Regions from separate parts of the Mus musculus genome. Here region 1 is linked to region 2. The links are chromatin contacts, called in public Hi-C maps. All regions are on one chromosome and are shown on one strand. The core of a region is the stretch at or near the end of the contact, and the rest is flanking DNA. Distances in the headings are between cores, read along the strand shown. Region 1 overlaps B230217O12Rik (RIKEN cDNA B230217O12 gene). Region 2 has its middle 28 kb from the start of Ablim1.

Evidence for each region. A called contact is a pair of places that touch in the nucleus more often than the background predicts.
Region 1: a Hi-C map of B cells shows a contact between it and region 2, with 2.5 times the contacts expected there. The contact joins two enhancer-like sites. A contact is called at or near these places in 2 of 484 Hi-C or Micro-C datasets (B cells and the N1E-115 cell line) and 1 of 9 other capture datasets (adipose tissue).

Annotation. Positions count from the first base shown.
Region 1 is chr19:57,342,065-57,345,534 of GRCm38.p6, reverse strand. All of the region lies in intron 1 of B230217O12Rik (RIKEN cDNA B230217O12 gene), which reads left to right. Among named protein-coding and RNA genes, the nearest start is that of B230217O12Rik, 17 kb to the left of the region's middle. Within about 2 kb of position 1,489, at least 64 of the 459 cell types and tissues checked have an H3K27ac peak or open chromatin away from gene starts, as enhancers often do. A contact at or near this core is called in B cells, where this site is marked.
Region 2 is chr19:57,242,014-57,245,466 of GRCm38.p6, reverse strand. It overlaps a transcript of Ablim1 not described here. Among named protein-coding and RNA genes, the nearest start is that of Ablim1, 28 kb to the right of the region's middle. Within about 2 kb of position 1,731, at least 47 of the 459 cell types and tissues checked have an H3K27ac peak or open chromatin away from gene starts, as enhancers often do. A contact at or near this core is called in B cells, where this site is marked.

The DNA.
Region 1 (3,470 bases), core at 240-2,739, 100 kb before region 2:
GAAAATGATGTCATGTGCTCTAGAAAGAGAGTGATGTCATGTGCTCTAGAAAGAGAGAGTGATGTCATATGCTCTAGAAAGAGAGAGTGATGTTTGTGCTCTAGATCATCTGACCATAAAGCAACAGCTAGTTTATAAGTGGTGTCCTATTCTATTTTTCAGCCGTGCCAGTAAGCAAACAGAGAGTCTTGTGCTAGCTCAGTAAGAAACCAGTCACTGAGCTGTATTCCCAAACTGAACACTGATATAAATTAATACTAGTAATTACTCTGTATTTGACTTGTTGATGACAGATAAACTCAATGCTGAGGAGAACATATCCAACTAGACATTCAGGCTAACAGGGGAAGGACAGAACCAGACAGAGATGATAGCTACGTAATTTTGAGCAAGAATTGACACCACAGTCTGGTTCGCTTTCCAACAGCCATTTTGTCATGTGAATTTTACCTCAACAAGAAGTAAAGTAGGTGACCATGTGACCATGCCATACTGTTGTGGGACTTTCTTCAGTGGCCTTCAGTACTGTACCTGCTTGTCTGTAACAGAAAGCACAAGCCTGCCACTTGAAATCTGTCCATGAGAGTGAGGGTTTTTTTTAAGCCACTGTTCAGGCAGTGACCTGCCAAAGCAATGGCCTCTGAAAATCTAATCTGAGGGTGGAGGACTGGGGAGCTGGCTCAGTCCTCAAAGGCTGGCAGTGTAAGAGTGAGGCCTGGGCTGGACCTGCATCAAAAGCTGGGCACAATGACGTCACACACAATCCCAGTGCTGCAGAGGGAGACAGGTGGGAATAACTGGATCACTGAAGTTCACTGTAGCTAGACTAACTGCAGCAGGTTCCCAGGCAATGTGAGAGGCCTGCCTGCCTCAAAAGCAGTGGCTGAGAATGACTTAAGTTCCTCAAGGATGACCTCTGACCTACACACACGCACACACACACAGAAGCTCACATATACATGAGTATATTCACATACGTGATCACATGCACACACACATCCACACTCACATGTACACATTCATGCACTCACATATATATACACACACAGAAACACACACACACATGAGCACATGCACACACACACATGCATGCATGCAAACACACAAAATCTGATTTGAAGTGCAAATAAAGTAAAGACTGGAGGGACGTGACAAAAAAATCGGTGGGACGGTGTTCTAGACATCCCGACAAGGTGACCCATCTCTTGGGATGACTTGATCGGAGAATTGGAAGAACAGAGGGTTCTTATGATAGCACAAGAGACTGAGTTTCCTCTAATAAAGTTAAGTAATTTTGGTGGTGAGCAATTCAGGGGCTGAGGTGGAGCAAATAGGCAGAGACAGAGAAGTCAGGAACAGAAAGCTTTGGGGCAGGAAGGACCGACCACAAGGACTCTGAAGCACTTGGCAGGATAGACGTGGACTGAGGGCAGCTGTAGGCCAGGTGGATGTCAGGGAGCTAGCGGAAGGATGTGGCCAGGAAGTGTATAAATGGCAGTGTTTAGGGGGCTGTGGTTGGTACAGTCAAAGGGCTCAAAGGCAAAAGTCATAGGGATCTTTACAGGAGAGCAGGAAGGTGAGTCTAGTGGTGGCATGGCGGGGGGGAGGGTGAGAGGGCACCAACCAGAAAGGTCACGTGACTCAGACTTCACTCTGCAGCAGAGAAAACTGAGGAAGAAAGGACATTAGCTAACCCCTGAGATGTCCTCAATGCTCCCTGCCTGCAGATGCTCACAATCTTCCCACAGGGTACCAGGATCTGCTTGTGGAAGGTAGAACACAACAGAACCGATGCTATATTGCATGTAAGACTGGACTATGCTGTTGCAGGCTCTATCTGGTTGTTCTGTTATCAGTTTTGGGAGAAGACAGCTGCCACAGCTTAAGGCAGTCTAAGGACAGGCCCCTAGGGTAAGGAACTGAAGTTCTTGATGGGTTTGTGAGGGACCTTAGCAGTAGTCTCCAGCCCAAACCAGCCTTCAGATGACAGAATGCTATCTCATGGCTCCTTTGGCATCTCTTGAGACTCCCTGAGGAGACCAACTTAGATGCAGCTGAGCCAACCTACAGAAATCGGGAGATTATACACACTGCTTGTCCTAATCTGTTACATTTGGAGCAACTTGTTACGCAGCAATGGATAAATAAGAGTTGTCGTCATTTATGCAAAACCACAAGGCTGATTAGCAGTCAGTTTGAAGTGGGTTCCTAACTCTCAATGTTCTGTTAAAACACACCTTGTCCCAGTGTATATCCAAAGGGCCTCTCTTTCCAGTGATGGCCATCTTTTGATACATATGCAGCTAGAGACAAGAGCTCCGGGGTACTGGTTAGTTCATATTGTTGTTCCACCTATAGAATTGCAGATCCCTTTAGCTCCTTGGGTACTTTCTCTAGCTCCTCCATTGGGGGCCGTGTGATCCATCCAATAGCTGACTGTGAGCATCCACTTCTGTGTTTGCTAGGCCCCAGCATAGTCTCACAAGACAGCTACATCTGGGTCCTTTCAGCAAAATCTTGCTAGTGTATGCAATGGTGTCAGCGTTTGGAAGCTGATTATGGGATGGATCCCTGGATATGGCAATCACTAGATGGTCTATCCTTTCATCACAGCTCCAAATTTTGTCTCTGTAACTCCTTCCATGGGTGTTTTGTTCCCAATTCTAAGAAGGGGCAAAGTGTCCACACTTTGGTCTTCGTTCTTCTTGAGTTTCATGCGTTTAGCAGGTTCTGCTTTTTTCATAGGCAAAGAAAAGAAATTGCTGTTCCATGCTTCCTCCAGGAATACAGAGGGCGACCTGGAAGTATAAGTCTTTTCTGTGCCCCCACCAGAGTCACACGTAAGCATTTCTAAAGGATTCGGATTAACGCAATGTGTGTAGTCGCTCACCGGTAAAACCAGAAAAGCAGTTCTACTTAGCTTTTTACTCACCGCCGGGCTGGAATGGGTTCATGTAGCCAGGTACTTACTAGGCCTTTAACATTCTTCAGTTAGGTTCTGACCTTCCTGGGCAGTGAATCAATGATTGGGTCTAGTGTCTGCATTTCTGCCTGTGATCTTTCTAAACGCAGTATTCAGTGAAAGGCAGATTGCCAAAAAGGCACTTTGTGGCTCCGGTTTCTATGTCATAGCGTCTGCAATTTGTATGAGGACGATCGTTATGCCAGAGAAAGGTCTCCAGCTCCTGTGACCCTTTGACTTCTAACTTGGATCTCAGGTGTTAAAGCAACCGTGCAATTATACCTCAGTAGCTTGTCCTGCCTTAAGAACACAGCTGGAAGCAGACTGCCTTTAAGATGCTTATCTTAGTACCCACAGGGTACAGAGGTTGGCAATAGATGACTCTACAATGATGACCATACGGGAAGTACTGATTGGACTCAGTGTGTGTGGTGATTTGAATGAGAAATGTCCCCCACAGCTTCAGGCATTTGGTCACCCGTTGGTGGCACTTTTGGGGTAGCTTTAG
Region 2 (3,453 bases), core at 482-2,981:
GGCTGGTGCAAACGATTCAGAACCAGTTGTCTAGGGATGGTACCACCCACAGTGGGCTGGACCTCTCACATCAATCAACAATTAAACAGCCGCCCTAGGTATGCCCAAAGACAGTCTAGCAGACCAACAGGAGAAAGTAAGTAACTGGGGACAATCTCTGAGAAAGTAAGTAACTGGGGACAATCTCTGCGTGGTACTTGGGGCTGGACCTCACACGGGCCATTCAGCTGTGGTTGACTACATAACAAAACTTTAAGAAAGAGGCCTATAAAAGTACCAGTTACAGAAAGCAGACAGATCCTTGGGCGGACCCACAGCCTTTCACCTGCTTCCTAAGTGTAAATTCAACTTTTATCAACCGAATATGATTTGCTGTTGTGATTTTCATTAAACTGTAGAACATTTCTTGTGCGGAGTCATCATGGCTCTAGCTAACTCTATCTCTAGCCTCTTTGTCTAGTACTTAAAAAAAATTATGATGCTAATAATAGTAACAACCGTCTCTGTCATGCATACCCCGAGCTGCAGTGCATGATGGGTAGGATGGAAGGCATGTCTGCCAGAGGCTTTTACCTGGTAATTTGAAAAAAAAGGTTGTACTTTGGTAGGTGTTGCTGCAGTGCATGATGGGATAGAAGATGCGCCAGCTAGAGGTTTTGCACCTGGTAATTTGGGAAAAGCTCAGACTTTGGTAGATGGTGCTCAGAGCCTGGGGCTTGGGAAACCGTGATTTGATCCAGCGCTGCGGAACCTGGCTCCATTCTCATTGGCGATCATTTTCCTTTTTTTGTAAAATAGATGGATTGGACGAGGTGGACGTGATTTGTTGTGTGTTTACGAGCCCTTTCTTCAAATGAAGACTTGTCTGGAGACCCAAAAGATAACGCAGGAGAGCTGACATTTCTCAGGCAGATGCTGGGGGAAGCCTAGACCTGCAGTGTTCAGGATGGCGTCTCAGGAGCTTATCCATCAAGCCCTCGGCTTTAGCAGTAGAAAGCCTCCCTCTGGCTCCCTCCAGCCTAGCTTTGTGCTCGAGGGCATAAAGCAGGGTATCATGTGACCATGGTTTGCAAATAGTACTAAATATAATTTTGTTCTTGTGGGTCAAGGTTATTAGGTTCCCTGAAAACCTCCACAAGGCTACTTCAGTTTGGGCTTTTTTGAAAGGCTTAAAATTAATAACAGGCTTTTGTTGTTGTTTGGTTTGTGGTTTTTTTGGGGGGGTTAACTTTTTTTAAAGTCTTTTTGCTTTTGGGGGGATGTGGAAGATCATTGGAAGGAGCAGAGTGGAAACATTTGGTAATTAGTGTGCGTGAGACCCTAAGTAAAAGTCTCTCTCTAGAGACTGGATGTTGAGACTCACTAGTCAGTGAGTTGTCAGACAGGGAAATGCAGAATATTAAACTTCAGGTCCCCAAACATATCCTGGTGAGTTGCGCTGGAGTTTCTGGCTCGGGGAAAACATTCTATTTTATTATAACACAGAACACCTTTTCTTCTTATTCACTCTGAGCACAACTTCCACAGAGAAGGTTCCCTACCTGTCAGTAGCAGAGCAACTGTAACGCGCCAATCAGCGCGCTGGGCACAACGCCAGGAGCACCCCTGCATTCCCCAGGGAGGAGCCTCAACCGGAGAATTTTGCCATTGCTGTCGTCATGTGTAACTCATGAGGCAAATGAAAATGAAACTTATGTACAAGTTATAAAACACACACACTGTAAGCGAGTCATGCTGATTTACTCAACAAGTGAGATCTCACCATGGGGCAGTAATGTATTCTTTTCCTTATAACCTTCCCATGCTCTGGGACTGCAGTGCTTCTTCATTTTTTATTTTTTTATGACAGATGACACTAAAGAGAAATGTCTATTTCTTTTTACAAGAAAAACAGAACGCTTTTATTTCTCTCTACCACGGCAAAAAGATACTGTTGCAAAGGGGAGGAGCCAGGTTTTCCAAGTCGTGGAAAACCCAGTGCTAGAGAAAAATAGGGGCGGGGCGTGGGTCAAGCACGTCATGTGACCACTGCCAAGCGCACTCTGTGGGTAGTCTCTGTACACAAAATTCATGCAGTTGCATTCGTGGGCACGGACAGTGATTGGTTGTCTGCACTTGTTCCGTCAGCAGAACTTTATAGAAAAGTTTGAGATGTGGGCGTGGCTATAAAGAAGCTTGAGATGTGGGTGTGGCTATAGAGAAGCTCAAGATGTGGGTGTGACATCGATTCTCACATCTCACTATGGCAGTATTCAAGCCCTACAGACCCAAGTTCCAGTCCCTACTTATCTGCCTCAGCAGTGACCTTGGAAATTTTAACTTTTTCTTGTAGGTTTACTTTCTTCCTCTGTTAAAAGGACATTGGCAATGATCTTCAGTTCGTAAAGCAAACTCTCTGACTTTTTTTTTTTTTTTTTTTTTTTTTTTTTTTGGTGGGGGAGGGAGGTGTTTCGAGACAGGGTTTCTCTGTGTAGCCCTGGCTGTCCTGGAACTCACTTTGTAGACCAGACTGGTCTCGAACTCAGAAATTCGCTCAGAACTTCTGCCTCCCAACTGCTGGGATTAAAGGCGTGTGTCACCACCACTTGGGTAACTATCTGATATCTAAACCCTTGTTTGGTGTGACATTGGGCTATTCTTTAGCTTCTTGCCTCGGCTCTATAGTGGAGGCAATGATGGTTCCTGCTTCGGAGCATGGGCTGGAGTGCGGTGGGCAGGCAGAACGGAACATGAGGGGAGCATGAACAAGGCTCTGCGTTCTGTCCTCAACTGAACAGAGGAAGGGAAGGAGATAGGGAAGGAGAGAGGGAGGGCAAATATCTTTCTATAAGCCCTCAGCAAATGTAATTTCAGAATAAAACTGACACAATTCAATTTACGGTTTGTGAAGCCGAGATACGTAGAGAATATACAATAGGAGCTGACATCTTAGTAAAGTCCATAAAACGTATGGTCCAGCCTCAGAACCGTGGTGGACAGACACAGGTCCAGTAGTGGAGAGACAGGTGGTGCCACAGACTCTTCTGGTTTCAGCTCCCTGTTGAGGTGTGGGGTAAACTGCATGGTCCTTTTAACCCTCTAAACCCATCTCTTCAGGCCTCACAGCTGAGCTCCAGCTGCGGCTAGTCGCCAGGGCTTAGGGCAGGACATCATTAGAACACAGGTTCATTTTTTTTCTCCCATCTTTCTAGACGAGGTCTAGAAGGGTCTTCTTCCTTATTGGATGTGACCTTTTAATAAATTTAGCTTTTGTCTTCCATAGCAGAGCCATTCTTCTTATAAAATTCAATTTGCTTCAGGCTTCTGTCTCTCGTGCTTAGTCTGAGAGATGAGGTGAGGGACCCTGCGGGTGATTCATTACTAGGATCTGCTGCATCTCACTCACAGCTCATCATAAATTACATCCTGCTTGGCTTCCTCTGCTGCTCTGTAATTGCAAAGCCATTCTCAGCC